3 separate regions of the Mus musculus genome follow, and all the other regions are linked to region 1. Evidence: chromatin contacts called from public promoter capture Hi-C and targeted proximity ligation data. All regions are on one chromosome and are shown on one strand. The core of a region is the stretch at or near the end of the contact, and the rest is flanking DNA. Distances in the headings are between cores, read along the strand shown.

Evidence for each region. Promoter capture Hi-C pulls out the DNA fragments that hold promoters and counts their contacts.
Region 2: a promoter capture Hi-C map of pre-B cells shows a contact between it and region 1, with 2.7 times the contacts expected there. A contact is called at or near these places in 5 of 39 promoter capture datasets (the C10 cell line, frontonasal cranial neural crest, liver and 1 more), 1 of 484 Hi-C or Micro-C datasets (B cells) and 2 of 130 datasets of targeted methods (pancreatic cancer cells and pro-B cells).
Region 3: a targeted proximity ligation map of microglia shows a contact between it and region 1, with 6 times the contacts expected there. A contact is called at or near these places in 5 of 39 promoter capture datasets (the C10 cell line, liver, pre-B cells and 1 more), 1 of 484 Hi-C or Micro-C datasets (bone marrow-derived macrophages), 13 of 130 datasets of targeted methods (the NIH/3T3 cell line, the SCID.adh cell line, bone marrow-derived macrophages and 8 more) and 2 of 9 other capture datasets (adipose tissue and liver).

The regions. Positions count from the first base shown.
Region 1 is chr15:59,371,949-59,376,143 of GRCm38.p6, reverse strand. It overlaps Nsmce2 (NSE2/MMS21 homolog, SMC5-SMC6 complex SUMO ligase), which reads right to left and starts at 1,946. Exons shown (of 7, transcript NM_026746.3): 1 at 1,789-1,946. Washc5 (WASH complex subunit 5) reads left to right here and starts at 1,957. Exons shown (of 29, transcript NM_153548.3): 1 at 1,957-2,103.
Region 2 is chr15:59,035,670-59,039,864 of GRCm38.p6, reverse strand. The region is part of intron 3 of Mtss1 (MTSS I-BAR domain containing 1); the gene reads left to right. Among named protein-coding and RNA genes, the nearest start is that of Gm41330, 43 kb to the right of the region's middle.
Region 3 is chr15:59,703,471-59,707,665 of GRCm38.p6, reverse strand. No RefSeq gene overlaps it. Among named protein-coding and RNA genes, the nearest start is that of Trib1, 57 kb to the right of the region's middle.

The DNA of each region.
Region 1 (4,195 bases), core at 697-3,196:
GCATCAGCTCCTGCTTCCTGACCTGCTTGAGTTCCAGTCCTGACTTCCTTGGTGATGAACAGCAGTATGGAAGTGTAAGCCAAATAAACCTCCCCAACTTGTTTCTTGGTCATGATGTTTGTGCAGGAATAGAAACCACGACTAAGACATCAGGGAACAATATTTCCGTTTGCACTCCTTTGGGCTCTTAGCTCTTTCCATCTCTTCCAAGAGCTGTCTAGAGCCCCAATCCACAACTGCTAGTCCTCCCCATACCTTCCCCAACACATACTCTTCACTTCCCCGCCTCCTCCAGTCTCATCTGTCTGCTAAGGTCTAAATGTTTGGGTCCCCATCCCCACTTTACATACTGAAATCCTAATGTCCAAACTGGTGGTTTTAGAAGATAAGGCCTTTGGCGAGGTGACTAGCTACACCCTCCAGAACATTATTAGTCCCTTATAACGGGTGCTCCAAGGGCTCTCTTGCTTTTCTACCACCCAAGAAAACAGCAAGTGCATGCCATTTACAAGCCAGAAAGCATGCCTTCACCAGACACTGAATCTGATGGTAAGTTGGCCTCGGGAATTCTCAGCCTCTACGACATCAGTTTCTGATGCTTTTGAAACTACATAGATATAGTATTTCATTTATTGACATCTGAACATTCTAACACTATTCCTTGGGGATTGGTTTAACCTAGGGTTTGGAGGTTTAACACCTCCCCCAGGGAACTTCTAACATCACGTGGGGGCATTTTTGACTGTGGCACTGGAGGGGGGTTGGGGGGTGTCACAGACCAGCATCTATGGAATTGATAGAATTCTAGCAAGTACAGTACAGTCTCTCACCACAAGGAATCATCTGAAGACAAAGCGTAATCATCACATTAGTTAAGAAACACTGATTTACACCAACCCCTTCTTGGATCCTCTTTCCAATAACACCGATCTTTTTGTTACCAGTACCTATAGCCTCCAAGACAATCTACAACAAAGTTAAGCACTTCCTGAAGTCTCACCAAGTTATTGGGCTCAGCACACTATTTTGCTTCCCTTATATTCATGAAAGAGTTGCTGTCAAGTTAAGCCAGTTTTAAATAGGAAAACACGTTTCTGCACAGCATTACAGTAGGCATAGAGCAAACCAAAAGTTCGACCGCCTTTAAATCCAAGGTGATCTCATACGACAAGAGTTGAAGTGTCTCCGTTTTCAGCATGCATACACCCTTCTCTCTGAAACCTTCCCTCGCCCACGGCTCCTCCTCTTCCACACGCCTTCTCAGTTCCTAACACACATCTCTACTATATAACTTAATACGGCTAATTGCCGACTTCTACCATTCCTTCATGCTGGGATCTCCTTAAACTGGAACATGCATTAGAAGATATAAAACGTCGCCTCACAAAAATGAAATGAGCAGGACTAAATCCGTTAAGTTACCAAAGTAATAATAAAAACTACTACCATTTCCGGGTCACCACCAACATGCCCGTGCCCAAGAAGGTTGCCTCCCGCCCCGCTTCCCCCCTCTTTTTTCACACCGAGGCTACCACATCCCTTCACCTGCAGAAGTGAAATGGCACCTGTGGCCTTGAGTCCATCTGAGCTACCTGTTCATGCCTCAGTTTCAAAAGTCAGTTCTAAACAGTTTGTTTTGTTTTGATCACATAACCTGTGATCATATGTGAGCATAACCCGCCTCCGTCTAGTTGCTGCGGGTGAAGAGGCTCAGGCCCAGGTCCCCAGAGCACAGAGGGAGGCGACAACGCCGGCTAGACCCCTATCACGGTTCCTCCTGGATCTTACCTGGCTGTCCCACCTAGCTCGGTGATATCTAGCCGAACGTCGCACGCCCAGACCCCGACTCCTTTCCTCAGCCCACTTCTGTGGCTGAAACGACCCGCGCGCGCTCTGCGTCATCACTTGGCGCCCGCGAGCGATCACATGATGCCCGGGCCCGGGCCGCCGCCCCTTGGTCACGTGACGGGCTAGGGACTCCAGGACAGAAACCCGGGTCCCGGCAGCTGACGCTCTGCGGCCCGGGACTCTAGGGGGATCCCTGGGGTGGGAGACGGGGACCGGGGCGCCCAGTCCACGCGGCCAGCGTCGGACGGCTGACAGGTGAGTCGGAGGCGGGCCTGCGGGTTCGAGGTCCATTCCTTCCCCCGTGGGCCACGTCCGGTACTGTCCCCGGAGCCAACGGGAAAACCTAGGGCTTGCAGGGTTGGGGTTGCACGCCTGATGTTCACCCACGCCTTCATGGAAATCGCTCTTGCATGCTTCTTTGAAGCTTTTGGGGTGATGCTCAGCTACTTGGCCCATAGCTGAGCTTGCAAGTTTCTCGGAGCGGTGCCTTGCTAATGTGGCTGATCTTGCACTTACTCTCCAGAAAATCAAGTAGTCACTGGAGTGATGATGGGCGAGAGCGCGCGGGGGGGTGGGGGGGGGGGTGGGGGGGGGAATAAAAGTCCTGTCGCTCACTGTGAGTTTGTGCAAGTCGTTCCTCTATACCCTAGTCTCCCTCACCTGAGACATGGTGCTGTAGTCCTTGTATTGGGGGCAGGTAGTTCTACTGGGTCCTGATTCTTCTATGATAGGAAATTTAAAAGTTGGACTCATAAAAAAAGAAAAGAAAAGTTGGACTCTTGATTTCTATATAGATGAGGGATAGTGAAGGAGTTTTATTATCTCTAACCACAGCCAGGGACTCTTTCCTTAGGTCTGCTGTTCTCACTTGTGGGTTTCATGACCCCTTTAGCAAACCTGTTTCCATAAACGTTTACATTATGATTCTTAACAGTAGCAAAATTATAGTTACTAAGTATCAATGAAAATGATTTTATGGTTGGGGTCACCACAACATGTATTAAAAGGTCAGGAAGGAAAGTTGTCTTAGATGTTAAGAATTAATGAATCAGGACTTGAGAGATGGGCCCAGTGGCTAAGACTGTTTGTTTTTCCTGAGGCCCCGGGTTCAATTCTAAGTACCCATGTGGTGACTCTCAACTATCTATAACTCCAGATCCAGGGGATCCAACACCCTCAGACATCCATGCAGGCAAAACACCAATGGACACAAAATAAATATAATTTTAAAAATTCATGAGTCACATTGGGGTGATCCAGCTTATTCCAGAACTTTTCTGGGACAGCCTCTGTTATGGATTTGAGACTGCTTTCTTTAGGGATCTGAGGTTTTGTGAAAAGAAGAAAAAATCCATCTGCTTTTGTCCTCTACACTTTAATTTTCTAAAGATATTTTGTTCTGTACTTACTGGGTAACAGATGCCATTCTTGAAAACACGTTCCTTTGACAAGGGGTTCTTCCTATTTAAAAAAAAAAAAAAAAAAAAAAAGTTACATGCCAAGATCCTAAAACTAAAGCTGCCATACTTTGTAACCTATAAAGTAATATTAAGAAGGGAATTAAGATCTGTGGTTCTGTTCCGTGCCATTAACAATTCAGTTCAACCCAGAGTTAGAGTACTGGTGTTTGCAAGTGCTCTTTGTATGTGTTGGCTAACTTATGTCTCCTGCTCTCAGTAGTGTATAGACATCATGATAACTGGAGCTCAGGGTTCTGCACTACTGTATCTTCAGATCCTAAAACAGTGCTTGGTCTGCAGCTAAGGCCACACTATTAAATTATTTATCAGTTGAGTGTTAGAAGGCTAATATGAAAGTAGAGGTTGTCATTTTTCAAAACGTTTTATTATTTGTGAATCATCACAAATCACATCATGCATCCCAGTCCCACTTATCTCCTCATCCTCTCACCTTTTGCTCTTACAGCCCCTCCTCCAAAACACACACACAGCATAGAGAAACATCTCATTGTGGAAGCTGTAGTGTGTCTCACAGTATATCCCTCTCTCCACACATTTTCACTTGCAAATGTTCATCACAGTGAGTCATTGGTCTCTGGCCTCTGTGACACCATCAGTGTTGGATCCTCACTGGGACTCCTCCTGGTTATCCTGGTGTTGTTCTGTGGCCATTGATAAAACTTTAATAAGGTTCATCACTCAGAAACCCCAGAAGTATTCTATTTTATTCATCATCTCCCTAACTGTTGATAGCAACACAAAGGGACGTACAAATGTGAGTGCTCCTGATGCTGAAAACGAAGCTGGCTTCCTAGAAGGCGATGGATGACGATGTAGCTAAGTGGGTACAGTTTGTGACTCGCCCCATTTCCTTGCCCATCGTTTGG
Region 2 (4,195 bases), core at 810-3,309, 340 kb after region 1:
ACACCCCTAGCTGAAAAACGCTAAACTGGACTTAAAAAAAAAAGAATTATTTATTTTATGTATATGAGTACACTGTAGCTGTCTTCAGACACAGCAGAAGAGGACATCAGATCCCATTATAGATCGTTGTGAACCACCATGTGGTTGCTGGGAATTGAACTTAGGACTTCTGGAAGAACAGTCAATGCTCTTAACCACTGAGCCATCTCTCCAGCCCCTAAACTGATTCTTTTCAGTGTTATTATTAGGCACTTTAATGGAAGAAAGGCTATGACTTTTTCAAAGCAGTTGCAGACTGGTTTGATCATTGTGCTAGACTTAGTTTTTTTTTTTTTTTTTTTTTGGTTTTATTTTTCACATTTTATTCATTTGATTATTTTTTCGGGGGGGGGGGCGGGGAGCATGCCACAGCATGCATGTTTAGGGTGCATGTTTAGGTAAGAGGGCAAATTAAGGGAGTCACTTCTCTCCTTCTATCAAGTGGGTCCTGGGGATAGAACTCGGATTGTCAGGCTTGGTGGGAGGTGTCTTCACCTGCTGAGCAGCCTTGCTGGCTCTTCAAGCAGGGTTTTCAGTTGTGCATAGCTAAGTTATGATTTTAGAAATTTGACAAGCTAGGCCATATTGCACCCAAGAAGCCACTAGAGTCAAAATTCCACATCACACTAATAACAACCACTTGCTCTAACACGCAAAGCATTGAATGACGTGACAGTGGTGTCAGAGGATGAAGAATGCAGGGTGGCTTAAATGAAAGTGACCCCCGTGACTCATGTGTTTGAATACTTGGTCCCCTGTTGGTGGAACTGTTTGGGAAGGATTGGGAGCCTTGTTGGAGAAGTTGTGTCACTCTGGGGGAGGGCTTTGAGATTTCAAAAGACTCAAGCCATTCCTAGTGCCTTCTCTCTGCCTCATGACTGTGGATCAAGATGTGAGCTCTCAGCTGCTGGTGACACCACACCTCTGTTCTGTTGTCATGGACCCTTTGAACTGCAAGTTTAATTAAAATGTTTCCTTTTATAAGTTGCCTTGGTCACAGTGTTTCCGCAGAGCAATAGAAACATAAACTAAGACAGAATGCTTGGCCACTGAGGCCATGGAGCTGTCTTCCTGACATAGCCTGGTTGGCGACTGCTCCCGGCCTCTCCTCCTTCCTCACTAGGTGGCCATGGGTGTGAGTCCATTCTGACACACCTAAGTTTTGTTGTTCATGAGATGACGGTGGGTTGGCCATGCCTGCCTGTCAAGGTGACCATGGAACCAAGGTCTCGAATGTGAAAGAGTTTCATAACTGGTCAAGCTTGAACTGCTCTGACTATAGAGATTGGTGTCCCCTTGGCTTCTCTCTCTTTTTTTTTTAATCCCATTCTGCCCTGCCTGCCCTGGCTCTTCTCCAGCTTCTGTGTGCACGGCAGGTCCTGTTTATGTCTCCCAGCCCCTGACTGACTTGGACACTTGTGAATTCCCCCTCGATTCTGTGGGCTAAATTGCTGTTATGTTTATGATCTTTACAGTTTGTAATATACAGCTTATAGTTATCATAAATAAATATTTACATATTTTAAGTGGGATAACTATCTAGTTAATGGTATTCGTGGTCAGATCCAGGTCCTGCACGGTGATGTGAGTGGATCTGGACGTTGTGTTTGTCTCCCTCAAGTACGGTTGTTCTGGTCTCCGTCAGCACATGCCTCAGCTCCCTCCAGACTTTCCACCCTCAGACTCCTCTCTGGGTTCTCATTTGATGCTCCTTTCTCTGTGGGACCTTTCCCCCTCAAGAGTCTAGCAGTCTCCTGCCAGCTCCACTGAAACCTAGGCTTTCCTGTCACATCGCTGGTCCTGATATGCTGGGTTCTGTCACTGGCCCTAGAGCCATTTCAAGGCAAGGACTTGCCCATTAAACAATAGCAACACAACCGTTTTCTTTCTTTTTAATGTAAGTGAATTAATATAATGTAAAATTCACCACTTTAAGGCAAACAGCTCAGTACTTACTCTGGTCTGGTTTCATTTCCTCCAACAAATCCGTGAACGCATGATGACGAAGGCTCTGGTAGCGGTAATGTTTACACAGCTTCATGCATGTGCTTCATGCCGCAGACTGGCACCCTTCAGGGTGTTAAGAGATCAGTTTTGGGACATGTATTTTGTTACATACAAAAGCTCAGACCGCGAGCAGGCATTTCTTTTTCCTGCCGTTTCCCTAACTTGGAGCCCAGTGTGTGCTTCAGACATCCATCATTTTGCCCCTGGTTCATAACCTAGTTGCTGAATAAAACTCGATTTCTGAATAAGCACACAGAGTACCAGGTTTCTCTATGGTATTTCCATCTGTCCTTTACGATGAGCAAATGAAGTGGGTTTTGCTTTTACATTTATTCTTGATGCCATTTGAAGACTGTGTGTACTGGGAGTATTAACCACTAGGGAAACTTCTTTCAAATATTTCAATAGAGTTTATTTGCGAGTCTTCTAATTTTATTTGCAAAGCTCCATAGGAATGACTCTGAAACCAAAAACTATTTTTTTTAAATTGTCATTATTTTATTCTTTGTACATGGATGCTTTGCCTGTACACGATCTATGTGTATGACTACTTCATAAGCCACCTTGTAGGTGCTGGGAATTGAACCTGGGTTCTCTGGAAGAATAGCCAGTGTCCAGAACTTTCAACTGCTGAGCCATCTCTTCAACCCCATGTATTTTGTTTTTTTAATTAAAACAGATCCCAGTTTTATCCCTGTAGATATTTTGCTTGCACATGTGTCACCTGGTGCCTGTAGGGGCCAGAAGAGACAGTCGGGTCCCCTGGAACTGGAGTTACAGATGGGAGCCACCTTGTGGGTAGTGGGAATCGAACCTGGGTCCTCTGGAAGAGCAGGCAGTGCTCTTAGCCACTTAGCCATCTCTCCAGCCTCTGGAATCTTGTTTGGTGGTTTATCTTCAGTTTCTTCAGCCACCCTGCTCCTGTCCAGCACACTTGGGCAAAAAGAGCCGAATGAATCTCTGAGGCTCTGGAGTGCCGGGCACACATAACCTGTCGAATGGTACTTTTTAGTTAATGTTTATTTCATGTGAAGACTGAAAGTCCAGCATTCTGTTTTTCCAGAAATTAACATTTCAAGCCCAGTTTCATTCTGGAAACATGACTGCTTTGTTCATCTATCTGATTTTTTTTTTTTTTGGGTCTCTTTTTGTCTCCCTCACAGCTGACAAGATGTTGTTCTTTTCCTCTGCTCTATAATTTATAAAATTGTATTGCAGTTGGCTTGAGGAGAATTGACTTAAGCATAGTTGAGCCTGTGAGTTTTCCTTCTGGCATGGACAAAAGCATCATTAATTATGAATATGAATTCCTTTTGGAAGTGACAAGATTGAACGTTTCCTCCTGCCAGCAGGCAGCTGTCTCATTCTGATGCTCAACACAGACGGGTTAGAGATGATTTCTCATGGCTGTGGCATCACATGCTAAAAAATATAAGATGCTAAAGAGAATGCAGATAGTTTATCATTGGCTTCTGTAAAGAAAAAAAAAGGTTTTGTGTTTTTCTTTTCTTTTTTTCTGTTTCCATTCACGGATGTGTTTGTGGTCTTCCACTTTGGGGCTGGCTGTAATCCAGAGTCTGGCTGTGTCTTACTATCTGTCTTACTGTGTCCATCTATCTATTCAGGTGGTCAAGATTCAAGAATCCCAAGGCCCTGGATCACCTTTTGGCTCTCCAGAAAACCTTGAGCGTCCACTTTGTTTGGTGAAGGGGTGGGAATAATGGTAGTCTCCGTTATGGACTGACATTCCCATGTGTGGTCACACGCAGTCTGCCGTTAACACCAGGAGCTGATGTACTGGGTGCAGGTTACAGAGGCTTGGAACTTTGACCCAGTATCTAGGCCGTGAGTGTGCCCACGGGGCTATCATCTGTCTGTCTGTAAGGTGGTTTCCTGTGTTTCGAATTCCCTGTTCTGTTCCCTGCAGCCTTTGTTGACAGAGAAGGCAACCCAGATATGGTGTATTGATGTTCTCACACTGGAAGGCCATGCTGTCCTATGTGTGTCCTCCCTGATGGTGACAGCTGGGGTTTGGCCAGCTACTGAGGGACCTGCATTGTTGTATTTCTTTCCAGGGTACCAGAAGCCAGCACTGTTGAGGATTCTCAGCAGAGTTTGGAACCCAAGGGCTCCTCTGTGTGTGTGTGTG
Region 3 (4,195 bases), core at 591-3,090, 330 kb before region 1:
TGCAGACCCACACCAAACTTTTCAAAAGCTCGTCACCATCTTCTCTCCGTGTGTCCAGACCCCTCCCCTATGACCCACCCACCAGTCCCTAATCATCTCCAAATCCTGCCAACACCTGAGGCTCTTTCCTCCAAGGCAGCAGGAAGCCCGCTGCTGCCCGGAGGCAGCCACTCTTACTCAGACCACAGCACCTCAATCAGGATTTCCCAACTCTGTTTTTGCTCTGCTCATTGCCAGAGACCCAGGGGTCCCCAGAGCTCCAGAAAGTAGAAAAGGGCCCCAAATTTGGCCTGAAGGGACCAGCTCCCTCCTGGGACCATCCCCCAGAGCAATCACTGTTGCAATGGTGGTCTCGTAACCTTCGTTTACAAACCGGGTTAGGCAAGCTGCTTTTGCGTGATGAAGCTATCTTGAGTAAATAGCATCCTATGTCCCCTGCCGGTCACTTGCTCAAGATATAGCTGGACATTGCATTAGAGCCACTGACACACAGAGTTTTGAAAATGAAAACAGGCTCTCTGACTTATGATCAGATAGCGTTTAACTCATTCACGATTGCACCGAGCTTTCCCAAGGCCCCAGGCCACAGAAGGAGTATTGCCACAGTGCAGATAGAAGATGCTGGGCATAGTTAGAATCTCGGATCCCCGAGCCCTGGGACAATGAGGCTTCCAAAGGCAAAGGGGTCAGATGGGGTTTACATTGCCTTGGCCTCGGTAGCCAAATGTGGCCCCCTGGGACTTTCCAGCCTCTTAGATTGACCTGGGGCACAGATCTGACTCCCCAGGGACTGGGAGATTGCATGTCCCTCTTCTGGCTACCTTTCTGGCTGATATGGACTCTGAGTCTAAAGGAAGGGAAATTGTGAATCTTTTCCTTTTTTTTATTTACTATTTGTGTGTGCGTGCGTGTGTGTGTGTGTGTGTGTGTGTGTGTGTGTGTGTGTGTGTGTTTAATGGATGGTTTCTCACTAAACCTGGAGCTTACCAAATCTATTAGAATAGCTAATCAGTGGGCCCAAGTGATCCTTCTATCCCAAACTCCCTGACCCTAGAGTTACATAATGCCACCCCTTCCTTCGTGTTTTTTACCCCTGCTTCTCCCGTCCTCATGATCGCACTGTAAGCACTTTGTCTACTGAGCTGTCTTTCAAGCCCAGCATGGGTAGCATTCCTGGCATCTATTGCCTTGTAACAACCCTGCATCATGCTGGCTGAACTGACAAAGATCTGCTCATTTCTCACAGTTCTGATCATCAAATAAGCTCTCCTGCTGCCCTTGCTTCAACTTGTAAACACATTAGCTTGTGTTTGCCGGCTAGTCAGCTGGAACAGAAGAACAAGATGGTCTCACTCATGAACTTGGTGGGTAGTGCTCAGCTGTGGCTGGGACCTCTTGGTCCTGCCTATAGCCTCTCAGCCTCCACAGTGGTCTCAGGAAGCTGGTCCAAACAGTAAAGACAAAAGAGCCGTGAAGGACTACGAGCCAAGATTCAAGAAGCAAGAAACAGACTCTGGCTCCTGATAGGAGTTGCTGAGAAATCTGTTTTTCAAGCTATTGCAAGGCATGAGAGTCGCAATGACTCCGTGGAAATCTCCCCACCATTAGAAAATACATTAGCTGTATTTTCCAAAGCTAAAGTCTAGACTCACTGGATGACAAAAGGATTTTTTGCTGACTTGTGGACCTGTGTAATCTTATGGGCTTCCATGGAGTTTTGTATCCACTGCAGTGTTTGGCTGAATTTTTAAGACATTTTGGGTAAGATTCTGTGGCTGTGGCTCAGAAGAAAACTGCTTCCCTAAGCACACAGAGAGTCCTAGTTCCATCTCCAGGACTGGGGCCAGTGGTAGGGGAAGTCATGTGGTCAGGTTACTCTTCTAGTTGCTCTGAACAAATACCTGACAAGAAGTGATTTATTTTGGCTTACAGTTTAAGGGGATATCATGACAGGGAAGATACAGGGGGTAGGCAGCTACGTGGCGGCAGGATCATATAGTGTCAAGTTCAGTGGACCAGTTGGCATAGAGGGTCTGGGGTCAAAAGTGGGGCTAAGCTATAATACTGAATGTCTGCCTCTCAGCCCACTTCCTCCAGTGAAACATCACCTCCAAAAGATTCCACAACCTCCCCCAAACAGGGTTGTCAGTAGGAATCCAAGTGTTCAAATACATGACTTTATAAAGAATACTATATGTTCAAACCATAACACTTGGGAAGTATTGTCAAATCCCCAGTCCCTGGCTTCACCCAAGGCCTGTTAGGCAATAATGAGATGAAGCAGACAGAAGTGACCTGGGAATCTGTACTACCGATAACTCTCTCTGTGAATTACGATTCACAGTCAGGTTGAAAGCCTTCAGGCTTAGCAGACAAGACTTACAGGAAAGAGCACTAATCTGGGATATGGAACAAAGTGAAGCAGACATGAACTTGTCTTTAGGGAAAGACTCCTCCACCAAGTTACAAAGCTTCACACTGGGGTCTAGAAGTTAAGAAGGCATAGACCCCTCCCCCACATTGTCCACAGTGCTCTGTGCGCTGAGTGATATTCTGTTGAGTTTGCAGCAGAATGCATTCACCCTTCACAGCCCCATGAAGTGAATGTTATCAGAAGGCCCACTTTATAGGTAGACAAAGTAAGTTTATAAGAGGTTCACAATTTACCCAAAGTCACCTAGCCAATAAAGACAGAACTGGAATTCAATCCCAGGCTACCTAACTTCAGAGGTTATGGTTTTTACCAATTAGAGCAGGTACCTCAACCACCTGTTCAGAGGTCACCCTCCTGAGGGCCACCAACCATCCCAGACCATAAGCAACCTACCAGAAAAGTACCAGGCAGCATTCTCTGGCTCGATGACAAGTCCTAAGCCAATGTCTCTCAGCTCAGGTGTTCATATTTCAAATCACTTGGGCAGATAGTTTTAAACAGGAATGCTCTATCCTCAAAAGATTGTATGCACTTCTTTGGATAGGATGCAGTCATAGACGTAGTCTAAAGACTTCCAGATGATCCTAGTGCAGACCACCCAAAGTTCAGAAAGATGATATAATGTGTTTGCCCTCAAATGTGGGGTCTGGTGGGGATGTGAAGTTCTGGAGATGAATAGAAATACTCTCTCTCTCTCTCTCTCTCTCTCTCTCTTTCTTGGCAAAGAGAATGGTAGCACCAGCATTGAGGGCCCCTATGACCTCCATATACCATAAATTTATGAAAACAAAAAAACTAAAGCTTCAAAAAAAAAACAAAAAAAAACTTCTGAACCAGGCTTGGGAGCACATGCCAACACTTGGGAGGTAAAGGTAGAAAGATTAAGAATCCAACATCATCTTCAGCTACTTAGCAAATTTGTGACCAACCTGGGTTACATAAGATCCCATTGAAGAAGAAGAAGAAGAAGAAGAAGAAGAAGAAGAAGAAGAAGAAGAAGAAGAAGAAGAAGAAGAAGAAGAAGAAGAAGAAGAAGAAGAAAAAGAAGAAGAAGAAGAGGAGGAGGAGGAGGAGCAGGAGGAGGAGGAGGAGCAGGAGGAGGAGCAGGAGCAGGAGGAGCAGGAGGAGGAGCAGGAGCAGGAGGAGGAGCAGGAGCAGGAGAAGGAGGAGCAGGAGGAGGAGGAGGAGCAGGAGGAGGAGGGGAGGAGGAGGAGGAGCAGGAGCAGGAGCAGGAGCAGGAGGAGGAGCAGGAGCAGGAGGAGGAGCAGGAGCAGGAGCAGGAGGAGGAGCAGGAGGAGCAGGAGCAGGAGCAGAAGGAGCAGGAGCAGGAGTAGGAGCAGGAGCAGGAGCAGGAGGAGGAGCAGGAGCAGGAGGAGGAGGAGGAGCAGGAGGAGGAGCAGGAGGAGGAGCAGGAGCAGGAAGAGGAGCAGGAAGAGGAATGGGAGAAGAACGAACTTTAGATCCTTGGGGATACTCTGTCCCCTAACACTGCCGATGCACTAGCCATATTAGACAGCCAGTCGATGATCCCAATGGTGTGACTCGGAGCCTTCAGTTGAGTCAGAGTGGGGTGAGCCCTTTCACCAGTGCCTTTATACCATGCTACCAGGTTGATTCCATTGTGTCCTGCATTAGAGTTGCTGATCTGCCCTAGAATCTCAGTCCATAGATTATGAAAATAAGGCTTGGCAAGGAGAAGTAACTTGTTCTAAGGTCAGTCAGCACGCTTGTTCCAGAGGTAAAGCTATAGTCTAAAGCTCC